Regions from separate parts of the Ovis aries genome. Here region 1 is linked to region 2. A link is a contact called in public Hi-C data. All regions are on one chromosome and are shown on one strand. Each heading gives the region's core, a stretch centred on a gene start, on an enhancer-like site or on the middle of the called end of the contact. The rest is flanking DNA. Distances are from core to core; before and after follow the strand shown. Region 1 holds the start of EPB41L2 (erythrocyte membrane protein band 4.1 like 2). Region 2 overlaps EPB41L2 (erythrocyte membrane protein band 4.1 like 2).

What was found. A called contact is a pair of places that touch in the nucleus more often than the background predicts.
Region 1: a Hi-C map of hypothalamus shows a contact between it and region 2, with 1.6 times the contacts expected there. The contact joins the promoter of EPB41L2 here to the enhancer-like site in region 2. A contact is called at or near these places in 4 of 16 Hi-C or Micro-C datasets (hypothalamus, muscle, skin fibroblasts and 1 more).

What each region holds. Positions count from the first base shown.
Region 1 is chr8:56,609,012-56,615,305 of ARS-UI_Ramb_v3.0, forward strand. It overlaps EPB41L2 (erythrocyte membrane protein band 4.1 like 2), which reads right to left and starts at 4,522. Exons shown (of 20, transcript XM_060419645.1): 1 at 4,418-4,522.
Region 2 is chr8:56,553,170-56,560,144 of ARS-UI_Ramb_v3.0, forward strand. All of the region lies in intron 1 of EPB41L2 (erythrocyte membrane protein band 4.1 like 2), which reads right to left. Among named protein-coding and RNA genes, the nearest start is that of EPB41L2, 57 kb to the right of the region's middle. Within about 2 kb of position 5,057, at least 11 of the 54 cell types and tissues checked have an H3K27ac peak or open chromatin away from gene starts, as enhancers often do. A contact at or near this core is called in hypothalamus, where this site is marked.

The sequences.
Region 1 (6,294 bases), core at 3,272-5,771, 55 kb after region 2:
ATCTTTGCGGGGGAAACAAAAAGCAGAAGGGACTTAACCACTGGTAGTCCAGTGGTTAAGAATCTGCCAGCCAATGCAGGGGACACGGGTTCCGGGAAGACTCCACGTGCTTCAGAGCAGCTAAGCCCACAGACCGAAACTACTGAGCCTAAACTCTAGAGCCTGTGCTCCACAACAGAAGCCACTGCGATGCCTGTGCACCACAGCTAGAGAAAGCCCACAGACAGTAACAAAGCCCCAGCACAACCATTTAATAATTATTTTTAAAAAGCAGAAGCAGTATGTTTGTACTCATAAGCCACCTGAGGTCTACCCCATACAAAGGGAAAAGCAACATCACTTTTAAAAAAAAAATGAGAAAATTGAGAAAAATCACTAACATTCTCATTTGAATCAATTTAAATCAATATTTAGGAAAATAAAGTACAGGTTATCTACCCTCCTAGACATGAAAAACATGCATCTAAGAAACCCATATAGATTAAGCCAACCACAGAACAAGAGGAAATAATAAGAGTAAAAAAACCAAATCCTCTACATGAAATATAACCTACATAACATTTCTACATGCAACCGTACCAGATTCTACAATGTTAATTCCAACTTTCAAAAAACCCTCACTAAATGCACTTCCAATATATTACATAAAGTTTCAATAAATTAATTCATCAAATTATTAAGTACCAACAATGTTATAGGCACTTCACATAACTCTACAAATGGACTCCCTTTCTCATATAAAATATACATACTTTATGGAAAAAAATTTTCAAAACATTAACCATTACCATTTATTTTTAGTTGATATTAGAAATTATTTCCTTCCTTTTTGGCTTACCTGTAACATCTAAGTAACAACACTATTTACACTTGGAAGCCATTCCCCTATACTTAAGGATACCAGGCACCGACTCCATTTTAGATTTTAATCTGGGGCACTGCTCTGTCAGAGGAATGATAGAAATCTTATGAGTATCAGGTTGCTGGTTTATGCCAAAACATGGCATTCCCAAAGGGCACTCTGTCTGGAATCTGTGGGGGAATCATATACAAATCTTCTATGTACTGAGGCCTTCCAAAGAGGCTGGAAATGTTTGTGTGTTGAGGGGAAAGGGCTGAGAGTGGATCTGCTGACTCCTAAAGGTCCGGCCCTGAGATTCCAAGATTCTATAAACGGGCAGTAAATTAGAGTTTGGCTAGTATTTGCTGAGTACTGAAGCCAGCACAAACATTTACTTGTGGCTTTTAAATGTGTAAGGGTAGCCGGTGGTTAGGTACAGTAATTCTGAATCTGAAAAAAACAAACAAGGCCACTGGATGTGTTTCTAAATAAAGGTGGGGGGGGGGGGGAGGTCAGCATATTTCCTTTGTTTTCTCCGAGTAAACAATATAGATGTTCAGAAATGCAAAACTGGATCCTCAGCAATATTGATCCCTATAAACTATATTAATGCCTTATACAGATACTAGCAATTCATACTTCTTCAGAAAGTCCACACATATGTCAGTTCAAAAAACAAAAGAAGAAGGCCTATGCTTTCCTGTGGAAACAGAAACAAAACCAAATCTTCAAAAATATTTAGCATTCGGCTACATAAAACATAAACCCCACATTCCTAAATAAAATGACAAAGACAGAACCTTTGTAGTTCTCTAGTCAGTTATATGGGAGTGGTGATTCAGGGCAAAACCCGAACTTAAACATAACTATACAATATTACTAAATCACAGAGTAATTTTACCAATAAATATTCCAGTTAAGGACTGCTTTGTCATCTTTGCAAGTATTTTTAGTTGAAAGCAAGTGGTTGGGAAGTCCACGTGGACATGGTTCTGATTTTTAAAAAATCTATTTTTAAGATCTGGTGACTGGATAGGTTTTCTAAACTCAGTTCTTTCGAACGGGTAATTTGGAAAGGGTAAACCACAAGAACGTTACTTAAGAAGCAAAGGACCTAACAAGCTTACCAACTCAGATCCACACAAAACTAACTTAGAAACCTCCAAATCTAATGATGGGCCCAGTCATTAAAGCCTGTATGTACATAAAACTGAACTGAAAGGTATCTCTCCAAATATAGCAAGGGCTATCTGAATTCTCTTATTTTATATTTCTATAGTTGTTTGAGGGTGGGCTTCTCTTCGCATTTGTCTCCTAAATCTGCTCCTTTTCACTTGGAATTAATTTTCAGATTTTAATATATATACCCAGTTTTATATATATATATACATACACCCAGTTTAATATACATACCCAGTTGAGAATACTATATAGCAGTTTAAATTTTTTTATTGAAGTTAGTAATAATTTTACTGAAATTCATTAAATGATTTTTTTAATCGCTTTTAATTGTTTTAGGCAATCCCCATCCAATTTAGATATCAAGAATCTGAAGTTGAGGACTCCACTCAAACACTTATTTTCTCTGGAAGGTCTAACTTTGACTAGAAATAAAAGATTAAAGCACTGTTATGACTAGGTCTTTCTTAAAGAGGGGTGTTTTTAAAGGGAAGAAACTGTCCCCTCCTGTTACTCTAAATGAGCAGCCTCTTGTTCTCAGCAGGCCTTCTGCACACAAGACCACTACTGACTTCAGTGGGAATTCTGCCCAAGAAGTGAGGAAGACAGGGTAGGATTAAATTAGCCCTAAATCCACCCCATTGTTCCAAGTCATTACCACTTGTACAGTTCTCCAATAACCTCTATAAAGTAGACATCTGAGATTTGACAGTGATTTCTTCAATTGAATTTTAGGACTGACCCTTGGAGCTCTGACAGGTGACACAACCTAGCTCTTTAAAAGCTGTGTCAGCCTGATGGATGTACTCAGCTGGCCCTTATCACAATCCAAGATTGTGATTTCTCACAGCAGAGTCCCGCAAACGGAAACTGAATAGGATTAAGTACTATTCGTTTCCGAGTAAAACCTGTTCACAGACAGAATTTTAAATCCCAGTTCCTGCGGCCAAGGAACTGACTCAGTTTCCCTCAAGTGCTAAACCCAAGAGGAAATGTGATAGGACGCGAGTTAAAACTCAAATTCTCCATACAGTATTATAAATCGAGAATACAGAAATAGCTGATTCCGGTGAAAGAAGGAAAAAAACAAGGGAAAAATAAAAAGGGAACTGGAAAAAAAAAAAAAGCAAGAATAAAGGATAAACTGTTAAGATTCATTTTAAAAAAAAGCTTAAATAACAGTAACAAGAACAAGACGCCTGGCATACACGTGCCATTTCAGATGCGAGAAGTTCAAAAAAACTGAGGAAAGGATGTGATTCAGAAAAGAGAACCTATATTCACAGATCCTCTAGGTTCCTCCTTCCCTCTCACCCCACTAGAGCTCTTAAAAACGGCCAGCTGTGCTGTTCATGGGGAATGCAATTTAACCGTCCTAAGTCAGAAGGAAGGATCCACACAGACCTCCTCCCCAAAATAATAGACTAGGCAAGGGCTCTTCTAACCTCGCCAAAACACCCTGACCTCAAGAAAGATGAGAGATCTCAGAAATTACGACCGACGTCTTCCCGAGCTGCCCGGAGCAGGGACTCCTGCTGGGGATTTAGACTCTGATTCCAATCCTGCTCGCTGCTGGTCCTTACCCCAGCAGCGCAACTAAAAATGCTCCCAACTCTGCCGTCAAACAGAGGAGAAAAATAAGCCATCGCTGGTGAGATGACCCGGGTGCCGGGACTACAAGGATCAGAGAGCAAAACGTGCGTTTCTCTCCACTTTGGTCGGGAGGTCCGCGTCTGGAGGGACCGAGCGAGTGACGCCGCCCGAACCCAGCTACCCTGAGCGCCCAGGCGCGCGGCCCGACCCGGGACGCGTGGCGTCCTCGGCTCGCGTTTCCTCTTCCAAAACCATCCTGCTGAAGGGCAATGCTGCCGCCGCCGCGTGCCCCCGGCCCCGAAGGAGGGGGCCGCTCCGCATCGGAACAGACTCGCGCGCCGCGGCCCGCGGCCAGGATGGAGCCGGATCCCTCTTGCAGCCGCGCCGCGGGGCCCGGGACGCGTGACCCTGAGCCCACGGCACCCCCGCGGGGCAGGCGCAGTCCTCACCGTGCCCCCACCTCTCTCGGCGCCGACCAGACGCGGCCCCCGCTCTCACGAAGGGAGAAGCAGGGGGACCGCAGCGGAGCAGGGAAGCGGAGATCCGGCCTGTAGTAACAGGACCGGTCTCCGGGTCGGGAATGGGGAGGAGGGCAGACAGGGAGCCGCAGAAAACCCCAACACCGGCAGCCCTCCCCCTCCCGGTGGGACCGTCCCGCCACCGCTTCCTGCCCGGGATCAGCTTCCCAGCTGCAGCCACAGGAAAAATCCGAGCCGCCCCTGCAGATCCGCAGAGACCAGACGCTCGGCCCCGGGATTCCCCCGTCCCGGGCCAGCCATTCCGCGGCTCCGCACGCCTCCTTACCCGGACGCCGTACTCAGGAGCTCGCTAGCCGCCGGGACCAGTCCCGCTTCAGCCCCAGTCGCCGGCCCGCCGCGCCCGCCTCCTCCCTCCGCTAGGTTTCAAATTGAAATTCCCTGGCTGGGGCCGTCAGAGGACTAGCGCCCCAGCCCCGCCCCCTCGCGGCGGAAGCTCCTCCCGCATCCCCGCCGGACGCGCCCCTGGTGCGGAAACCCCCGCGGGCCACGACACGCCCCCTACGCCCAGGCCACGCCCCCGCCCCCGCTAGTCCGACCGACTCTTTCAGCGGGATTAGCGGCTCGCAGTCGCTGGGTACCCAGCGCGGAAAGGACGCGACTCGCCCTGGGAGCTACCCTAGATAATGACTGCTGATGCCTGTGTTCAAGCCGCTCTTAGCCCGTGCATCCAGATATTAAATGCTCTTTTATCAATTTCCAAAGTTATTTCTTAAAAGTGAATCCACTGACTAAACCTTGCTTGAGCACCTCTTCGGTGGCAGACCCCAAGCTAGGCCCTGGTGAAACAGAAATAAGGAAAACTAGGTTCTCCTCTGTCTAGAGTGGAAGTGCTTTCACAGAGAGGACAGTGAAAGGGAACCGTTTATTCCTCCTGTATGAGGCACGGGAGGGATTGGGGAAGCCCCCTGGAAGAGGGGCTTTTATACTGAACCCAAAGTGTGGGTAGATCTCCAGGCAGGGTCCTAGGAGCCTGGACTGCAGAGCAGACTGTGGCAGGGGAAAAAAAGCTAGAAACCCGAGGTTCAGGCCAGTTGTGGAAAGACACACAGACGATTTCTTCCGGTTCTTTTGTATAATTAGATCGCTTTCTCTCAGATTCTACTCCTTTCTTCTTCTCTGAAAGTTGGCATGTCCGTCGGGCTTGTCCTGGTCATTGCCTCCAGCGTCTGCCACCCATGTACCTCTTGTTCTTTGCCTCCTCCCACCTCAACTGAGATCTTTAAAGACTCCACCTCGGCCAAAGTAAAATCTTTTCTTTCCTTAACAGTCTTTTCTGAAATTACCAATGTCAAATGAAACACCAGTTACAATACCTTTCACGTGTATGATATTTTCAGTTAACAAAGCGTATTAACATTTTATCTTTTGATCCTCACAGGAATTTTATGAAAAAGACAGAGCAAGTGTTATCTTCATTACATCAAAGAAAATAAGAGTCAGGAAGATAAGTTACTTGCTAAGATCCTGCCAATGAATAATAAAAATAATAAAATCTAACATTTATTGCATGCTTTGTGTGCCAGGGATTGTTCTCTGTCCCACACATGAGTTAACTTACTTAATGCCCTCTATGCTAAGTACTCAAGTAAAACTTAATAGGGTATGTTAACTACCACAGAGAGGAAGTCTGACTAGAAAGCAGTTCTGGTAAAGAAGACCAGGAAATATTATGAGACAATACTATTATAAACTTTCAGGCAGATTTACAATGAAATGAGGACTTGAAACTACACAGGTCTTGAAACTATGCAGACCTTGAAACTAACTTCACATGTGTTGTTTTATTCTTTTAAAGAATCTCTAAAATTATATAAGATTTAGGACCCATGGAACCTTAATCTACCTGTGATGAAACCCTTTTAAAATGTTAATGCAATATAATAAATTAAATGTAGGCATAATTTATAAAACATAATGTCCTTAATAGAGGAAATTATGTTCCCTGCTATATCATCTGTTGAAGTCTGCAAATCACTTCTGTATACCACTTTTTAAAAAAATTATTTTATTTGTTTATTTTTGGCTATTCTGGGCCTTTGTTGCTGCACCGGTTTTTCTGTAGTTGCAGTGAGTAGTGGCTGTTCTTTGTTGCAGTGTGCAGGCTTCTCATTACGGTGGCTTCTCTTGTTGCAGAGCACACGG
Region 2 (6,975 bases), core at 3,807-6,306:
AGAAAGAAAACCCAAAACCCAAACCTGAAAAGCAGTGTTCTAGGCTCTGGCCACGCCCTCCTTTCTAACTTTTCTGCTCAGTAGGATGCATGATGATTTCTAGTCTTGAGGGAGGAAAAAGCCAAGAGTCTCCAGGCTTACTCCTCGAAGCATGCCCATCACAACCACCACCATCAGGCAAAAGCCAGCCACCGGCCATGCCCTGTCCAAAGACTGCCATCCCTCTCTCCTCCAAGTGCCCACAACACTCCCTTACGCCCTTCCAGAGCTCTGCACTTTCTGCAGTACTGATCCTATGAGCACATCTTAGCCACCATACTTAACATGCCTGTCTTATCTCTGGATCCCCCAAAGCAAAACACACACTCCTTTGCACAAAGTCATGCTTAGTACATTTGAGGAGAAAGAGATGAGATTACAAGAAAACACTTTTTAAAAAAACAAACTGTGCACCTGTTTTTTCAGATAATTCCTGGCACTGTCATCTTATTTTTCTATTATCCAAGATAATCACCTTAACGATTCAATAAAGTAAGCCTAATATTAAATTAAATGGCCCTCCAATGGAATAAACACTATTTTGGCACATTTATGACAAGAAATGTCACGCCATCTTTTAAGATTCATACAAGGAAAATGTGAGGAGTGTGAAACAACTATCTTCACCTATATGATTGGTTCTCGTGGGTTAAAGCTGACCTAAAGGATCACCACCTTCAGAAAGGTACTGAATTCTAAGAGAAGCAAGAAGAAAACAGAAGTGGCTCTGAAATAAGTCCTACAACAATACGTTTGGGGATATACAGTCCTCCTGAATCATGAGTCTGGGAGGGGCCTGAAAAATTAATGTAGCCAATCCTTTGCATCACAGACACAAGAGAATCTAAAAAATTCTGAGCTAAGTGAAGGAATTATTATTTTTTTAAAGAATATTGTAAGAAAAGGCAGAAACCTAACTTCCCAGCCAGGTTTGTTTTTCCAAAACACATTTTCCTCTTGGTTTTTATTTTCCCAGTGTACCTCACACTTCAAAACTTCCAATTCCCCACAGGTGTGAAAACAGTACGAAAATGCAGACTGGTGGCTGTTTTTTTTTTAACCGCAGCATTTCTACAATCTCTCCTTCATGCAAAGCATTCACCAGAGACAAGTATGGATGATTTTGCTCCTTTCTCCACTCAGGGTAACACAGAAGATCACAGGAGAAAGCAGGAACAAGGGAAAGGTGCAGGGGAACGTGCAGGAAAGCAGCAGCTATGGCTCTCAGAGCCAAAGCCACAGACAGGAGATGTACTATTTTATTCTCTGGAACACTCAAATACAATACAACTGTATAATTATACAGAACTTTCAGGATGTATCTATGTAAATACAATATAAGCTTATCTTCCAGGAAAGCTGGCCAACCCAAATACCCCAATCAGGACAATACCGCAACCAGCTCCGCAGCTGGCACCTCCCTGGCCATCATCCTCTACTTACTTTAGCTGCATACAGGGCCCCGTGAGACACAATTCAGGGCTATTCAGTCCATCCCAGGAGAATGACACAGAAGTAACTTAAATACCATGACCCCTCTTAGATCAAAATAGAGCATCTAAAGAAAAACACCAACTCACGGTCACCGGGACTGGACTCACAGGGTGATCACTGAGCTCCTCGGAGCTCACACCAGCAGCCCAGCTCTGCGCTCACTGCCACCACTGTGTGCTCGTGGGCACAATCCAAGGACGCCTGGATTAAGATAAACGCCTTAAGGAGCAGTGCTGACACAATTCAGTTCCTAACGCTTATGTCAGGCGCAGCCCAGCCTTGGGTCAGGAAATAATGCGACTGATACTAGAACCCAACGGTAAACATAAATATCTTTTAGGAGGCAGTGTTCCTTTTCCAATCATAAAATTCATCCCAAAATTATTTTCCTCTTTTCACTGACCCGAACAGAAACACATGGAAAAACAATTCCCCACAGCCTGGAGAGTATTCCCCACAGCCATTATTACTTAAAAATAACGAATTTTTTAAAAAAAGACTTCAAAAGAAATAAGATCACATTCTAGTATCACGAGACTTCTTTAAGGGAAAAGAACACAGGTGTGTGCCCACAAACATCACACACGTGTACTGGGTCCCTAGAACGATGTGGCTGCTGTCCTGCGGTCAACTCTTGGAATCTGTCTTCTTTTGCAGCATATCTTCTATGTCCTGACAGTTTTCCACAGTGAACAAGCTGAAAGAGGGGGAGAGCTCGACACCTATTCTAAGACAAGCAACCCCACAGGAAAAAAAGGAGTTGACCAAAAATGAGACTCTTTATACGATACTGAAAAACTTTTTGGAATAAATGAAGCACAGTGTTATAAGAAATGTAGAGCACTGCCAGGAAAAAAAAAAAAAAAGTTTCTTAATTCTGTTTCTTCCTACTTCCGTCACTCAAGCTATTTCTGTCATATTCCTCATCCAACACTTAACCTGTCATCTCTAGTGGAGTTTCCCCACCCACTACAATCATTTGAAAAACTTTTGGGAAGAAACCAAAAGTATAAGCATCTTTGCCAAATGACATTCAGATTTTTGTCTCCACCCTAATAGTTGGCTGTTTATCCTTATTTCTCGATCTCTTTCCATTCTTACTCTTTCCTTCTTCCTCTACCTACAAATGTATCCCAGCCGTTATTCCCTTTCATCTCCACTTCCTACTCCCGAGATTTCAACACTAAGTTTCTTCACGCCCCTCATCCCATCTTCCATTTCTTCCCTCAAGATACAGCAAGTTCAGAAATGTACAAAATCTTAAGTTCTTCAAGATGCAGAATTTAAAATATGCTGAAGACTTCCTGTGGAGGAATTTCTCCAAGAAAAACAAAAACTGAGGATTCTCCATCACCTGTTTTTCAGACAGCCCTACAGAAGCCCACCCATCAGCTGTTTCATACAGTTCCTTCTAGCCTAAGTTCGGGGAGCCTGGCAGGCTGCCGTCTATGGGGTCACACAGAGTCGGACACGACTGAAGTGACTTAGCAGCAGCAGCTTAAGTTCAAATAGAGGCGAGGGGGAGTCTGAGGCTATGTGCGCCAGTACATTGTATGAATCCGTAACAACTGCCTCAGAAAGGACATCCAGCTACTCGCTGACCAAGACAATGTGCAAATCATTCTAGACATGCTTTTCCTGCAGATACTCCTGAAATCGGCGGTACCTGCAGGACAGCCAAACTCAGAGAGGAGGCCATGTTCTCCGATTCGCCCTAAACATGCTCAGACCCTTTTTTTTAACAAGTTACGATAATAAGAGAGTGAGCCCACAGGTGCTCTGCTAGTACTATGGAGAGGAGGTAAAGTGAAGCGGAGAGAAGTGGAAGGAAGGAAAATGACAAGACAACATCCTGTCCTTAAGGGGCCAAGGGTCTCATGCACACAACCTCATGGAAAGTTAACATTCATAAAATGTTACTGTTTTCAAGACAACAGTAAAAGAAATGCAGGCACACAACCTCATGGAAAGTTAACCTTCATAAAATGTTACTGTTTCAAGACAAGGGTAGAAGAAAGACTACCTGAGCAGTTGCCAAAGGAATTATACAGCCAAGAACTCCTATGGGAATTCAGCAAAATAAGGAAAATAGAATTCCAGAGAAGAGGAAATTTGGCAAAGGAGATGATAATTAACAGTTTGGCAAGACCACTAAAAAGTTTGAAGAGATTTATTGGTTTTAACATGACAGAAAGAAACACTTCAAATATGCTTGTGCTAAGTGTAAAGCATACATTTTTTAACTTCACTTCTTTAAGGTTCACATCAAATAACCCTAAAATAGCAACAATCCAGCCATCTCATAATGGTTTCTAACATCTCCAAATCACTTGGGGCAAATTAATTTAACTACACAGGTGTGTGTGAGTAGTCTCAAAGTTTCAATTTTTTTTCATATTCAAAGTTAAGAGTGAGATGGATTAAATTACCTGGGGCAACAATCTCTAATTTATCCTAGAGATAATTATTCACAAATTTTTGCCAGTACATAAAGTAAAATAGGCAGAATGGGATAGTTAAAAGTATACTGGAATAGATGGAACCAGTTCTAATTCCAGTTCTGAAAGTAACGGGAATTTAGAGCAAGTCATTTAACTTCATTTTATTAAATTGCCTAATCTATTAAATATAGGGAGGATTCATTACCTCTTAAAGTACCCCATAGTTCTAAAATTCTGCATTCTAAAAAAAAAAAAAAAAAAAACTACTTGGCATGGCAAACGTGACACAAAGTTAAATGAACATAAACGTCAAAACCATCGTATGAGCCCTTTCTTGTGAAATGTACATAAATATGCATTTACTGAAGTATTTATCCTATAACCTCTGAATGTATTCTAACACCACCAAATGCATTTTTTACAAAATAAAAATATGAATTAAGTCTTAAAGTGGGAATGAGGATGGCTTTTACTATTTATGTTTCTCTGTATTGCAAATTTTATTCAACAAACACATAAATTTATCATTTAAAAAAAAAAATCCAATCCCTGAATCCAAGCTTGACATTTGGAATCAGAGCTCTTCAGCCTCTGTGAAATACACTGGAAATCAGAGTTCTCTTGGAAACACTCCAGGCCAATCTTGGATAAGAGGGAAGGTAGAGGGAGGAAGCCCCTCATCCTTTTTCTTTCACAGCTACTTTTCTCTTCTAGTCTGAACCCCCTCCTCTGTCCCACCCCTTCCCATCAAAATCTCGTGGGAGTGATTGAACGCAAGTAACCTAAAACTGGAATTTCTGGGACTGCGTGATCTTCCAAAAGCACTTTATTTTCATCTCTCTACCTACACACATACACACACACACCCCCAAAACTGGATTTCATACTTATTCTGCAACAAATCCTCACAGTAGTACTTAAATGTCCTTTAAGAAAAAAAGGCATGGGCAGGCTATATTGGGAAAAAAAAAAAAAAGGGGGGGGGGATGATCTGGCACCTGCGGTGGTGATGTCATTACCAGCCATGGCTCTGAACTGTCTCTGGAATGCAGCTGTGGCTAGAATCCCTTAGGCCACCCAATGCTATTTAACATAAAAACACAGTCTTTCCTGGCACAAGAAAACCTCACAGTCACACGTGACTGTACTCTGCTTAGGAATCCTACACTCAGAACTTTACAGCTTTAAACACATTGTGTAGAGCACAGCCATCACTGGCAGGACCCTCCCTGAAGGTCAAACTTCAGCAGCTCTAAACTGTTAACTTCCAGCAGGCTTGAGAAGGACTAATTCTGCACTCCTGTCTATACGCAGTCCAGAAAGAACTGACTCATTGGAAAAGACCGTGATGCTGGGAAAGACTGAAGGCATGAGGAGAAGGGGACGACAGAGGATGAGATGGTTGGATGGCATCACCGACTCGAGGGACGTGGGTTTGAGCAAACTCCGGGAGTTGGTGATGGACAGGGAAGCCTGGTGTGCTGCCGTCCATGGGGTCGCAAACAGTCGACACGACTGAGGGACTGAACTGAACTGACTCATGACAGGCCAGATTTTGAGTCACTGCCTTGGAAACAGGAAAAAACAGACATACACCCCAACCCCAGATGAAGTGAGGACTTTGCTGGGGAAGGAGTGAGCACAGGGGGGAATGAGATAAGAATGACAAAAGCAAAGCTGCGGATGGGAGTCCATGGGGGTCACAGAATCGGACATGACTTGGCAACTGAACAACAACAAACTCTAAGTAAGTAAATGTCAGCTGTTATTATTTCTTCCCCACAGAAAACAGCCACTAAAGGGAATAGTAACTCCCCAAGCCTACTTAAGATGGTCCAATTAATCCATAAAGCTTAACTGCAAATTTTAAGGAAAACACACATAAGGAGTTCCCCTAACACACATTTGCTCCCCAGAACAATGAGTGGGGGCTGACCCTTTCTGTCACCCTTCATTCACACTAAGCCAGTCCAGTGAAGATTCCCAACTCCACTACTTCTCCAGCAGGGACCACCCCAGAGATGTGGTACCTGACCAGGGGTTTGACACGGCAACTCTTGGCAACTGGAGATGAAGAGCCACAGGAACCTGGGCCTCTACCCAAACTGCCTAACTCTCCACTCCACCATGCTTTGATCCCTTTTTTTAAAAGCCATGGAATTGTGGCCTGCTTGCCACCACCAACACCTGACCAACATGGCCCCATAGGAAGCGAAACGAAACTCTCCACCTCTCAAGTTCAGACTAGAAAGCTACAGAAGGTCTTACAATTTACTGTCGAGCTTTTACTCCTCAGAGCACGGGAAGAGGGACAAGGAACGTCCAGATGTGTTTGTCCATTCTTACTTACATTCCAAAGGCAGAGCCAAGATCACACAGGGATGCTAATGCTCATTTATTGTTTTTTTAAGTCAACGAGACAGTCAAAAAAGAAAGAAGCCAGAACTTCTAACTCACAATCCCCACGACTGTCCACATAAACTTTTACAGAGCTTTGTCGCCCTCACAACCCTCTAAAAATCAATTTTCAATTTTCTACAACTGACTACATGTTATGTGGTAAACCCATGACTCTAAGTTGCAGAAAGCTCTCTCCCTATGACCCAGAACACATCAAAAGCCACCTCTCCTCACCACTTAGCTTTTACGGAATCACAGGATCTTGATTGTGACCCACACTTTGACTTTTTCCTAGTCTATTTCCCTCAGTCGGACAGTAAAGCTCCCCAGACCCAGGGTTGAGCGAGAAGCTCAACTAGTGTCTGAACCATGCTTCCCCACCACCCGACCACGTATAAAGCCTCTGCTATAAGAGCGGGGGCTGAATCCCAAACCTAGGATGCATTCCACCCTGATCCTGCCCTCTGTACCCTCTGTTCCCCGTTCCCACGGTTCCCAAACACTGTCTTGCAATTTTTTTCTGTGACCCACAGTATAAGAGTAAAACATTTTACATCCCAACCCACTTCGCAACTACACAGTAAACACACCCGGTTTTAAT